Regions from separate parts of the Gossypium hirsutum genome. Here regions 2 and 3 are each linked to region 1. The links are chromatin contacts, called in public Hi-C maps. All regions are on one chromosome and are shown on one strand. The core of a region is the stretch at or near the end of the contact, and the rest is flanking DNA. Distances in the headings are between cores, read along the strand shown. Region 1 holds the start of LOC107916745 (CTL-like protein DDB_G0288717). Region 2 holds the start of LOC107916774 (myb-related protein 308). Region 3 has its middle 46 kb from the start of LOC107916774.

The links. A called contact is a pair of places that touch in the nucleus more often than the background predicts.
Region 2: a contact with region 1 is called in a Hi-C map of leaf, with 2.9 times the contacts expected there. The contact joins the promoter of LOC107916774 here to the promoter of LOC107916745 in region 1. A contact is called at or near these places in 7 of 34 Hi-C or Micro-C datasets (callus, leaf and petal).
Region 3: a contact with region 1 is called in a Hi-C map of leaf, with 2.6 times the contacts expected there. The contact joins the enhancer-like site here to the promoter of LOC107916745 in region 1. A contact is called at or near these places in 5 of 34 Hi-C or Micro-C datasets (all in leaf).

The regions. Positions count from the first base shown.
Region 1 is chrA01:106,032,895-106,037,455 of Gossypium_hirsutum_v2.1, forward strand. LOC107916745 (CTL-like protein DDB_G0288717) reads left to right here and starts at 2,148. Exons shown (of 3, transcript XM_016846112.2): 1 at 2,148-3,400; 2 at 4,260-4,561. The coding sequence starts at 2,328.
Region 2 is chrA01:106,244,232-106,248,792 of Gossypium_hirsutum_v2.1, forward strand. It overlaps LOC107916774 (myb-related protein 308), which reads right to left and starts at 2,298. Exons shown (of 2, transcript XM_016846145.2): 1 at 1,490-2,298; 2 at 600-1,385. The coding sequence starts at 1,752. The coding sequence ends at 854. It overlaps LOC107916997 (L-ascorbate peroxidase 3), which reads right to left. Exons shown (of 9, transcript XM_016846385.2): 9 at 4,361-4,561. The coding sequence ends at 4,539.
Region 3 is chrA01:106,198,501-106,203,061 of Gossypium_hirsutum_v2.1, forward strand. No RefSeq gene overlaps it. Among protein-coding and RNA genes, the nearest start is that of LOC107916774, 46 kb to the right of the region's middle. Within about 2 kb of position 2,316, at least 8 of the 9 cell types and tissues checked have an H3K27ac peak or open chromatin away from gene starts, as enhancers often do. A contact at or near this core is called in leaf, where this site is marked.

The DNA.
Region 1 (4,561 bases), core at 898-3,397:
TCCAATTTTAATGGTAATGTGAATTGACCGTCAGTCAAATGAAATGTTAACGAAATAGTCTATGTGGCATGCCACATAAGCACGATGTCATAGATGATGTCATCAAAACAATTTTTTTTTCATTTTTTTTTCATCTTCTTTCTTTCTCTCTTGCCCTCTAACTGTTGTTACAATAAAACATTTTTTTGTCAACGTTTTTCCAGATTTTTCTCTTTCCAAACACATCTTTAGTTTTTTCCCTCTTTCTAGATTTTCTCAAAGCTTCCATGAGTTGTTAGTTTTTTTTTCTAATCAACACATCTTTGTTAATGAACTAACATATAGCAGACATCCAAAAAGGCATGCAAACTAATGAAATCCATTAAAACATAATATAGATACATATATATATATATATATATTTATATGCACATCACCATTTTCTTCAGTTTTCTCACCAGCCAAATAGAATAAAACGAATCCTTACAACAAAAAGAAGCTAACTTTCTAGTGTTTTAACAAAAATCTAGCAAATCCCACATCCTATTTTATACTAATTTAGCTAGATCTACTAACTTTAACCTCCAAATTCAGCTTTTAAACCTTCCACAATCCTATTTGTTTATCGAGAAAAAAAAATAGAGAAAGAAAGAAAAAGATCAAAGTTCTGGGAATTACCATAAGCATCTTCAACAAGAAAATTAAAGGTATGGTGATCACAATTGTAAGTAAACTTGTTGTTGGAAGAAGTGAGTTTCTGCAAACACTTAGTTGTGATTACTGAGAAATTCCTAGTGAACCCAGTGTATTCAGCTAAGATCGTTGCTCCTCGAGCAACGAAGCTATAAATAAACACTTCCTGATTCATTCTTTTTCTCTCTTGAGCTAAACTCAGTTAGCTCACAAGTTAATCACATAGACTGAACAGAGAAAGACAAGGGAACTTTGCTTATTCTACTACTTCAACGTTAATGTTTCCTTTTTCATTTTTTTAAGATTGAGTCTGTCATTCCTTTGTTTGTTTCAAAAATATTTTTGTGTGAGTTTAATCCTCTTTTGTTATTTATTAATTTCTATTCTTTATTTTTTGAAATATGTATTTTTAATTCGAATTTGAATGTGAAAGAGAGAAAATTTGAGAAAGCGTTGAGAAAAAAATGTTTTATTGTGCTTATGTGACATGTTATATAGGCTATTTCGTAGATTTATCATTTGATTGATGATTAATTCACATTTATCAATTTTTTAAAAAATCGTAATATTAAACGTTGAGGGTATTTTATGTAATTATGTTAAAATTAAATAAAATACTAAAATAATTATTTTGAGCGAAATATATATGTTTGTGATATAAAATTATATTCTTTACAACCCATAATGATGACTTAATTATTATTAGTTGACAAAATTTAGCATGTCTACTTTATTACATTCTGTCGTACTACTTTTAGTTGAGAAAATATAACATTTTGTGTATCATTATTTAATAATACTTTTCATACTTTAAATAATAAGATTTATATTTCAGTTAAATAAAATAATGGAAAATATATTTGATAATGTATTAAGTAATTTTAAGATTACTAAAGATAATTTTATATTCTGGGAAATCACCTAGTAGGTATAATCTGTATTGTGAACGAAACGTTCCCTTAGATCAGAAGAAAAAAAGGATTGATGTAGGAGTGACAAAATCTGTCATAAATTACCTACCTGTGAGACCACTTTAATACTAAAATTAACAAGATGAAAAAACAAAAATGGACTGAATAAATAAGATTTGAACGCCTTTATTGTTGCTTTTTGATACCATGAATCATAGTCCGATATGTGATCATCAACTCCAACTAATTCATTATGTACACTTGTTAAATTCAGTTAGTGTTTTTCTAATAATTAAAAATATATTATTGAAATTTAATTATAAATATGTAAGATTATTTATGCTCTTTAATTATTTTAAAAAGAAAAATTATAATTTTTTAAAAATTTCTTTGACATTTTTTAAGTAATATTTCACCCGAATATAATTGATTTATCTCATATTTATTTTAGTAATGAATAGTTCCACGTGGCACTTCAACAGTTCCGTTCCACCACGACCAAACGGTCCAAACCCACTCATCTTCTTCTCCAGCTCTTAGTTTTAGTAATTCGGCTTCCGTTCCATGAACAAACAGTCAAACACCCCAAAATAAATATAAAATTAAATAAATCCCCAAAAAAGTACTAAAACAAACAAAAATAATTATTGAAAGCATAAGTCCTAAAATTTCTTCTTTCTAATCAGATAAAACATCTCTCCCCACGGTCGTTTTGTTTTCTCCGTCCCTTGATTCGTCGCTGCGATGGGCAGCACGGAAGAAGATACCACCACTTCCAAATCCACATCTCTATACGACGCCGCTTCCTCCACCGAACCTCTCCTCTTCAAACCCACCACCAGCTCTGCCTACCCATCTCCTCCAATCGAAGAACCACCTCAATCCGATCCCTCCGAATCCGACCCAACTCAGTCCCTCCAGATCTCTTTCAATTACGGGCCCAGACCTTTCAAAGACCTCCCTTTCCTCATACTCTTCCTTCTCTTCGTCCTCTGCACTTTCGCTTTCGGTATTTTCTCAATCTTCCATCGAAACGACAACTACTCCAACGTTTCGGCCTTCACTTACGATTCCAATTCCACTTCTTGCGTTCAAGCCACTTCCTTTTTATCAAGTCAAATATGGGTCTCTGAAACTTCATTTTTTGCGTTGTCAAGTTCCAGTCTTTGGACGTATTTAGTATGGACCCTTGTGATAACTTCAGTTTTAAGTGTACCCATATGTTTACTTTTGCTTTTATTACTCAAACACTACACGAAGCAGATCGTTTATGTCTTGCTTCCTTTCTTTATAATCATGCCGGTTTTCTTTGATGTTTATTGGTTCGTTGCTTGTACCTTGAGCTCTTCTTGTAGTGATGCTTTCCCTTTGGTCTATAGAATTTTGGTGCTTGTTTTCATTTTGTTAATAGTTGGGGTTATTATTTGGATCATTGTGGCTAATTGGCATCGGATCGAGTTGACTGTGAGGATTATCGGGGTTGCTTCCGATGCGCTTTCGAGGAATTTAGGGTTGTTTTTGGTGATACCGTTGTTGACCGTTGGATTGGTGGCTTATTATGCGTCAATTGTTGTGTTCTTGGTGTTTTCTAGGTTTAATGGGAAAATTGTGGCTAAAGAATCGAATGGAGAGTATACTTGTGTTTGGAAACAAGATAGCTGGGTACCTGCTTATTTTGCATTGGCTATTTTGACAATGTTGTGGTCCTTGACCGGTATGGTGGAAGCTCAGGTATATGTTACCAGTGGCACCATTGCTCAGTGGTACTTCTCCAAAGATGATACGAAACCTCACCGGAGCATAAGAAGATCTTTGAGGTAACTTCCTACTGTTTTCAGCTTTTCTGAATAAAGATCTATGCATTCAATGTATTATTATAGATGATTTGTGCTTCTCTGTGAGGGTAGTTCAAACTAAGCTTGAATTGGAACTTATATTTTTGTGTTTCTGAGTGACTGCTTTGAACTTTGGATGCATGCTTACATTATGAATACCAGACTGTTTAAATAGATTAATTATCAAAGAGTAAGATCTTGGTGATAAACCTTAGGATAATTGTAATGGCACATAGTTGATAACATCGATTTTAGTATGGTTTATAGCTGCATGATGTATATGAGTATAGTATTTGTACTTGAGTATGGAAGGTCACTATGGTGGCAATTCACTTTGGTTTGGACTTGTGGATTCAATTTGACGACATTGTTTTGCATTTGATTGAATGGAGTGACGAATGGTCAAACGATCTTGTTCCTAACAACAACTCTGAGAGTGTGTTCCTCGCCTTCTGGTGTTTCTTGTGATGGATTTTTATCTTAGTATATGAAATTCATTTAGTTCCTTTATGCATCTCTATAGAGGGCTAGATTGCCATGAAAAGAGAGCTACTTCTCTAGTTTCTTTGTTGAAATTGCCATGCCAAAATACAGCATGTTGACTTCTTTTCTAAGATTAGGTCCTTTTCGATTGAGATTAGGCAGCCTTTTAGCTTCTTGTCGACTAGCCAGAACACTATATCCTAGTGTTGGTAAGGTAATTTCTGAAAGATGTCTTAATGAAACATCTGCAACACTGAGAATCGAAACGGACATACTTTCAAGGCATCCCTTATGTCTATTGATTATCAGAATAGTTAAATTTAACCTTTCTAACCCTTTTGGTTCTATAAACGTGCAGAAATGCATTTGGTCCTTCTTCTGGCACCATCTGTCTATCTGGATTACTTGTCTTTGTTGTTCGAGTGGTGCGTGCTGCTGTTGATAGTGCAAGAGAAGAAGATGTTCCTGGGATAGTGAATCTTGTTCTCCGGTGTTGTGTTAATGCCCTACTGTCTGCGATAGACTTTCTTAACAAGTTCACTATCAACTTTGCGGCAATAACTGGCGAGGCATATTGCACCTCTGCGAGGATGACATACGAGCTTCTAAGACGTAACTTACTCTCTGCTGTTTTTGTGGAGACCGTATCAACTCGTTTAT
Region 2 (4,561 bases), core at 1,048-3,547, 210 kb after region 1:
GGTTGGTAGGTACAGGGAATGGAAGAGTTTGTTAGTTTCTTCACGCATTTTTATTGTAGGGAATGGGAATGGGAATGGAGGTTTATTATTATTAATATGAGAGTGGCTGAAGAAATTATAGGCCTACGTACCCACCACTCCCTTCTTCTTCGTTTCTCCTCCTCTCATCGCTTATCCATTGCTTACCCTTATTAACAAGGCAAAACCCAAAATTATTATTAACTCAATTGAGAAAGAAAAAGTTGTTATACTGTCACATGAACCAACCTACATACATCACAATAGTTTGAAAAATAAAATGAGAAACCTATATCTTCTTTTTTTATAAAGGGTAAGCATCGGTTAGGATTTGAATTTGAAATTAAGTATTGTGTGACTATATCCATGAGAAATACATACGTATATATATATTAATTATGAAAGAAATATAAGAGAAGAATCTCCCTCCTTCCCTCACTGCTAATAAACATTAGATCATAACAACAAATAAAGCCACCCTTCTGAAGATTTGATCATTTCTTTTTATTGGAAAAGAGAGGTAAAAACAAATGTGTAAAGGGACACCTTCCATGTTCTCTTCAAAGTTGAAGTGATTAGCATTGAAAGAAGAAGAAGGTTTTATATCTCAATAAATGCATAAACATTCACCAACAACAATGATCATCTATACTACTAATATATGCATATATAATGTGATATAATAATCATACAAATTGGAAATAAAAAAGAGAAATGAAAGAGATTTTAAAACTAATAACAATGATCTCCTTGTCATTTCTCTCCATTTTTCTTTTTTTGGGGGGGGGGGGGAGGGAGTTGAACTACATAGTTAAAAATCCAAATTTTCACTCTATTATTTCATTTCCAAACTTCTATATTCCAAGATACCAGCTTTCAAGCCTAAGAAATCATAACCACTGCTGTTGTTGCTGTTGCTGTGGCTACTGCTACTGCTGCTGCTACCAGCAGCAGTAGTAATGGTGCTGCAAGTGCAATCTTTGCTGTTTTTAACTCCCAAGCTGCAAATAAAACAAAGAGTTCTTCCTCCAGTTTTGAATGACTCTGGTTGGGTTTGCTGGTAATAAGGAGGGCTAATTCTGAGGTCCAAATTCAAGTCCGGACACCTTTCTTGAACTGGGATTCTCTTTTCAGCTTTGGTGATAAATCCAATAGGGTTATTATTGCTGTTAGTATTAATCTTCTCTTTCTCTTCTTTGGCACCACTGAAAGATATTGTTGTTACATCCTGAGAAGCCTCATTGAGTGGTCTGTGAGTTGCTGGATCAATACCTCTGCTCAATAGCTTCCTTCTTATATGCGTGTTCCAGTAATTCTTTATCTCATTATCTGTTCTTCCTGGTAATCTCCCAGCTATAAGAGACCACCTATAAAATTCAAGGAATCCCCCATAAAAAACCAATCAAAATTTCAAGCACCACACACTAACAAAGTTGAATATATCATCTATCTATATATATACAACACTTACTTGTTACCAAGAAGGCTGTGCAGCTTGATAATGAGCTCATCTTCTTCTTCAGTGAAATTGCCACGTTTAAGATCAGGTCTTAAGTAATTGATCCAACGAAGTCTACAACTTTTGCCACAGCGGAGAAGGCCAGCAGCTTTAGGGAGTGAACGCCAGCAACCTTCACCATGGGCTCGGATGTAAGCTATGAGGCGATCATCTTCTTCTTTAGTCCACGCACCTTTGTTCGTATGAGCTTTCTCACAACAAGGAGACCTTCCCATAATTCAGTAACACAAAGAAACCTTTTTCAACTTGTGGAAACTAGCAGCACTAGTAGCCTACGTTTGCAGTTTTTCAATACTATACAAACTAGTATAAAATATACTATGATATCATATATATGTGCGTGTATATATTATATTTAGAATCTAGGAGAAGTAGTAAGGGTGGAAAATGAAATGGAGGCCTTGTTTTTTGTGTTGCAGGAACATTGAGGCCGGCCCTTTGAGAGCACTTTAGATGCTTTTTTATATAGCCTTTTGACTATTACACACACACACAACCAGAAAGAGAAAGAGCGCAGTGACCCTAATTTTAGCTTCTAGATGTGAGTTGGTGAGACAGGTTTGAGGGGAGTGGCTGGTAGCCTCTCTCTTGATGATATTAGCATCAATCATATATAATAAGTTAAAAGGGATATATATTAACTGTAGGTAACCTTTAGGTAGGTGTAAAGTAAGGTATTAAAGCATGGGTAGGACAAAGTGTGATCTCTGCTCTCTCCCACCCCATTCTTTTTCTATAATAGTTTTTTTTCCCTACCTTTGGCCCTTTGTCTAAACCTGTACTACTTTAGATTAATAATTTAGTTAGCTTTCATAATCTTTCCCCCAACTCAAATTAGACAACATGTACCAGAGTACATGTTCAACTTAAATATTTTATCATGTTGTTGGAACTAACATCCATCCTTACCAAAGGTTTTCCGGATTTAAATCTCAATATCTATCTATCACACTTTTTTTTCTTTATTAACCGGTGTGATCTCTTTTGTAATTGAAAAAGAATTAGAAAGAGAGTGCTATGACTCAAAAGTCTGAATACTATAAGATTAAAGAACCTTAACTATAATATTAAGCTCCATTACAGAATTATTTTTGTGTAAATATATGACACTAAATGTTGTCCAGTTGACTAGTTTTGGTTTACAAGAAAAATCAAATCTTGAAGCTGGAAGTATTTTTTATATGTTGGTGGGAAAACATATATATATATATATAAAAGGTTGCTATATTAGTGAAATGGAGTGGTGGATAGGATATATTAGTGAAGAAATCATGAAATAGGGTGGTAGTTGTGGATCTTTATTCTATTGGTATACCATCATCATGCAGGAGAGAGAAAAGGGGGGTGGTTCTAGAAGACTTGGAGGTTGGGGTTCAGGGGCAGGATGATGATGAAAGAAAAAGGGAGAATAGGGAAAAGATAAATACTCTAAAATAAGTCTAATATTATATGAGTGTGGTTGTGGTTGTCTTTGTTTGTGGGCTTTGGTTCACCTTCCACCTTCCACTTTCCTTTTTATTTCTTTTTGGTTCTTCCCCCCAAACCTTGTGGTTTAAGTTTAGGCAACAAATGGGCAGCAGTGAGGTTAGGGATGGGAAAGGTTGATTCTTTTTTTCACCCTTTTTGTTGTTTTCTATCTTTCCCTCTCCAATTTGCATACTGATATTTGTCACCCACCACCACTCATAACAAAACTCTCCCCCCCCTCTCTCTCTCTCTCATCATGAAATTCAAGTGGATGGTAAGAGCTAAGGATGATGAGAACAAGTTGTTTTTAGGACTGGGGGAGAGGGGGAGATTTCACCTACTTTTTTCACCTTTCTGACTGTCCTTGCAACTAGTCCAATACCTGGCCTTATTTGTTGTTCAACTATACGGGGATGGGGGAGGGGGGGACAGACAGGGTCACCATTTAAGATTTTTATTTTTTTTCTACTTTTATTATCTTTATTTTTAACTAAAAACCCACCTATGCTTATCCATTTTGTTTTGTTTCTCAACGTTTGAACAAACAACAAATTGAATTTTACATCATAAGGGGAAAAAAGAAAATTAAGAATGGGCTAAAAAATGATGGATCAAAACATTTACCTACACGCATTAATTGAATGGTGCCTAACCTGTTTCAATCAGACGGCGCACATCATGATCGCAATCAGTTAGGTTGGCTTTTTAACCAAGTCATTTTCCTAACCCAAGCAATCCCAATCTCCCACACCGCACAACCACATGACCGACTGTCCTATGACTTTAAAAGATAAGACTCCTAAAAGAGAATTCAGAATTGTTTGATTATTAACAAACCCCCAAACAAAAGAGAATTTAAAAATAAAATAAAAAATTGATAGGGATTTTAATTTTATAACTACATGATTGGTTAAGGTCCTAAAAATGGGGTAAGGGGTTTAGGTTAAGGATTGCAATAATCAGATTGTGGTGACCATCACAGCAGAACGTGGATATCATGTGCTTAGGTATTGAGTTTGAACAAAAACTTTATGAATAAGAAGAGCTGTCCAAAAAGTGGCTCTAGACCCTTACGTTACCTACCTACCTACCTTTTGGCTGCCCCCACCATGTGGGACTCTTTTAACCTTAGTGGAAGGTCTGTTTCAGATGTCCAAACTTCACACCTTACCTCAATTTCCCTTTATTTTTCGTGTAATTATCCATACAGGCAGTGCAGACCTGGTTGCAACTTGCGGTCCTTGTTTTCATTATTGGCCCCTCCCTCCTGCCAGGGAAGTGGTGGCTCGTTTCCAGTTGAAACAACATGAAAATAAAAGCAACAACAGAAAGGGTTTGTAACATAAATGTCATGGATTGAAGTGGATCAGGGGCGTCATCTTTGTGTTTGTTATTTTGTTCAAATGGGACAACTTTTGTATGTTCATCTTTTACATAAATAGCTAGCCAGATTATTGGGCTAAAGTTCTGCTAATCTGACAATGGAATAATTATAATGCATGTTTTGTTCTACAACGACTTGAGTAAACTAGCTTCACATCATTCTTTTGCCAACCT
Region 3 (4,561 bases), core at 1,066-3,565, 170 kb after region 1:
TAATAAATAATAAAAATTAAAAAAATGTTAAATGAGAGACAAATAATTTTCTTATAAATCATTTTGCCTTTTTAACATTAGGAAGCTGAACAAATTAGAATTTTTGTAATGGAGGGTTACTGATTAGCTAAAATAATTTAATTTTCCATTGAAAGGGTTATATGGTTGCAGGGTTGAAGGAATACTGCTGAGTTATGGTTGGTGCAAATTGAATAGGTAAGTGGATAAAACGAAGCTGCTACATCATGTCAGGTTCCCCCTGTTAGTGCTACATCATGATTTAGCTAATCATGTTAGTGATTCTTTTTTTAATTATTTGATGTTCAAAGTCTAATGCGCCATAATCACAAATTAAATCATCAGCAAACCAGGTTATTCATCTGTCTGCTAAGTAAATATAAAATTAGTTATTCAAGGATTGCTCCATCTTACTTTTTTGTTTTTTTGTTTTTTAAAAATATTTATTTAGAAGTGAGCTCAAAATTATATTTTTTTCAATAATAAAATAATCTTTAAAAATTAAATATATCACATATAGAATAAACTTATTTATGGACTAAATTACTCGCTCAAGTCTAAAAGCTCTCCTGAGTTGAGGGAATTTGGGAAAAAAAAATAAACCCAAAAAATGGACTTGAAAAAAAATTAGACTTGTTTAATGTTTTATTTTATGTATTTTTATAAAACTACTTTAATGGAAACATTAAAAATGTTAAGATGATTGTATATAAAATTTTAATAAATAAGCATGTATATTAAATTTAAAAATAATACAAACATATTTTTTAAATTTTATAAAGAAAATATGGATGAGGCTGAAATGAGTTTGGATTAAATAATTACAAATATGAGAGGTTTCGGTAAACATAAAATGTGTTAATATCATACCTAAATCAAATCTCAAAGTGTCTTAACTCAACCCACAAATATCTCTAATATTTTATATATATATATATAATACAATGTGTCAAACTCCTAACTGAGATGGAAATACTAATTTCTTTCCACATTGACTGCCTAAAATTTAAGTATAAAATTTAATTTTTTTATCGTTTTAAAAAATTGTTCAAATTTTCACAAGTATAAAATTTATTTTTTATCCTATTTAAAAAATTGCACAAAATTTAACAATAATTTTTTATCAATATACTTTATTTTTTAAAAACAGAAATTATCCCAACAATTATTTAATCAATATATATTATTTTTTAAACACAAACTATCCCAAATATTTTTAAATGAAAATTAAAAATTATTTTAAATAAACATTTGTATGTGTATTAATAAAAGTATATTAAATTAATAATTTAATCAATAAATGGGCTAGATTTTATTAATATACAAAAGAAAAAACAAAACAGCATAAGACCCAAAATTGACAGGCTTAAAAGCAAAGAAAGAAAGCATAAATAACCTGACCCAACAACATAATGCCCAAAACCAACCAGTCCTAAAACAAATTAAGGAAAAATAATTCAAAATACAAATAAAGCAGACCAAAAGATTGACCAGCCACATTCAATGATGAAAAAAGCCGCATCAATTCATTTCCACATTTCAAGACCAAGCGGTTACATCTTCCAAGAGAACCAAAAACCCTCTTCCATTTATTTTCCATCGTTCCCGATTCTTCCATGCCCTAAACACAATAACTCCTTCAATCTGATTCGCGCGGCCAGTCGTCTTCCATTCTCCGTCCGCCAAATCTGGAAACCCCACCTTCCATGTAAGTTTGCTCATTCCTTCTTAAACATTCTGTCGCTAGTATATGAGAAAGTTGATTGGCTTTCCTGTTCACATGTTGAAATCGCACCCACCAGAATTTTTTCGAAATTTGTTGAATATTCCTTTTATAAGCACCAATTTCCGACTTATCAAGGGAATTTATTCGACATTTATTAACAACTGATAACGAGTCCCCTTCAAAGATGAGATCTGACCAACCCATTTCCATACTTGTTTGTACTGCCCAAGAACATGCAAGGGCCTCTGCAGCGAAAGCGGACGCAACTTTTTCATGAAGTATTGTTCGTGAGACCCGAACCCAACCACCAGTGTTTCTTGCCACAATTCTAGAGCAAGATTCAAGACAATCTTTGTCAAAAGCCTCATCAAAATTAACTTTGATGAGTTCACCATATGGGGGAAGCCACTGGTCATTCGCACTCATTCTTGTAGGCCCATCTAACTCTGATTTATCAATTTCCACCAAGTTGCAAAGTAAATCATTTGCGATCTTCTGTCCAGTTCATGAACCCGTTTTGTTTCTATCTAACCAGATTGCCCATAGTGCTCCTCCAAACATCCTCCTAGTATGGTGATTACCGGCCCAAATCTGCTCTGTTTAAAACCCAACGAAGGCCTAATTGTGACCTTACTTCTACTAATACAGGGCAATTTCTAAAAACATGGTCCCAATTTTCCATACCCCCCGTACATCGAGGGCAGACAGTATTAATCACCAAGGTTGAAGGTTCAGATTTGTAAATGTAGGGATATAATTGTTAGCAATTCTCCAGATTATAATCTTAATCTTAGTGGGAAGTTTAAGGCTCTAGAGCTTCCTATAAAAAGCATTAGAAATGGTCTGTAAGTCATCCAGTGTTCACCCTGCTACACCACAAAGTCATCATGTCAGCTCCTTGGCAGAGGCGATTCTAGGGGGCTGGCATGGGCCTCAGCCCGAAAAATTATTATTTAAACTTTTTAATATTTTTAAAATTTTAAATTAGTAAATGTAAAATTACACTTTGATCCCATAAAAATATAAAAATTTAATTTAATACTTAAAAATTATAAAAAATATAGACTATACAAAATTAAAATTTCATTCAGCTCCCCCTTAACAAATTGCTTTGGCTTTTCCCCTATTCCTTGGCTAATAGTATCCACAGAATTCATTTCGTATCCTTAGACGAGAAGGTATTGAGCACAATCTCCTTATTCCAATCTCTCGTAGTATTATAAATAAGTTACGCCACAAAGGAAACAACATTATTTTGCATGTCATCACATAATTTGTAATTAATTAAACCTAGAATCCATGCATGCTCTGAGATTAAAATGCTTTCCCTCGAACCAGCCCGCCAACACAAGTCCTTTTGCAATAAACCTTTGGTAGCCCAAATACTATTCCACGAGTAAGTCGGTAAATTACCTAGCCGTGCATTTAAAAAATCAGAACTAGGATAATACTTAGCTTTTAAAACACAAGTTAATAAGGAATTTGGTTGATTAATAAGCCTCTAGCCTTGTTTGGCAAAAATCGCAATATTTGAATTTTTTCAAATTGCAAAAGCCCGAACATCCATCTTCCTTTAGTGTGCAAAGTCGAGCCCAATCACACTAATGTATCCCTTTCTTACCATGCCCTTTTTGCCACTAGAACCTCGCTAATATACTTTCAGTTTCCCTACGTAACATCTTGGGTAACAAAAAACATGCCATCGAATAGGTTTGGATGGCTTGTAACACCAATTTTATAAAGACCTCCCCCTTGAGAAAGGAACCGTGTACTCCACCCATCAATCCTCTTCTTGATTCTATCCTTTAATGTTTGAGAAGTAACTTTTTTTTGTCGTCCCACCATATTTGGTAAGTCCAAGTACCTCTCCGAGTCGTTTAAGTAACACACTCTCAACTATTGCGAAATTAGCTCACGATCTAATTCTCGAGTATTTGAGCTATAAAATTCGTAGATTTATTATAGGTGACACATTGTCCTCCCTTTAAAATTTGGGCACCTCGCTCACTCGTTTCCCCGAAAAGGACAGTCATTAGCAAAAAGTAAGTTGGAAATTTAGGGACCTTGTCTGCTTACTTTCACACCTTTTAACAACCCTTCCCCCAAAGCAAGACGCATGAGGGTGGATAAACCTTCGCTACAAATTAGAAATAAAAAAGGACTTAACGAGTCTCCTTGTCTAAGTCCTCTATGAGGTCAAAAAGAAACTTTTATTTAGCTATTGATACTAACGAAGTATGGTACAGTTGATACATATCTCATAATGACCCCGGCCCACCTAGAATCAAACTCCATGCGTTCCATCATATTCTTAAGAAATCTCAATTCAACCCAATCATATGCCTTATATCTAATTTAAAGCCCTTTTTCCCTATTTTTTTGTCGAAATGTGTGTAATAATTCATAAGCAAAGAGCACATTACTCGAAATTAAATGTCCCGAGACAAAAGCACTTTGGGCTTTATCAATGCAAACTTCCGACACCTGTTGAGAACAGTTTGCTATTGCCTTTGCTATCAATTTATAAATAACATTATAGAGACTAATAGGTCTAAAATTTACCATCTGTTTTGGTTACGACACTTTTGGAATAAGAAATATATGTGGCATTAATTTGTTCCATCTCTTTCCCTTCATTTAAAACTTCTAAACAAAAAGAGGTTACATATTCACCTATGATATGGAAACATTTTTGAAAAAATAATATCGAAAAATCAACCCCCGACGGTTTTGTTGGCCCCATATTTTTTAAAGCCACAAAAATCTCCTTTTGTCGTATACCGAGTTGTTAGCATTATATTCAAGTCATCTAAAATG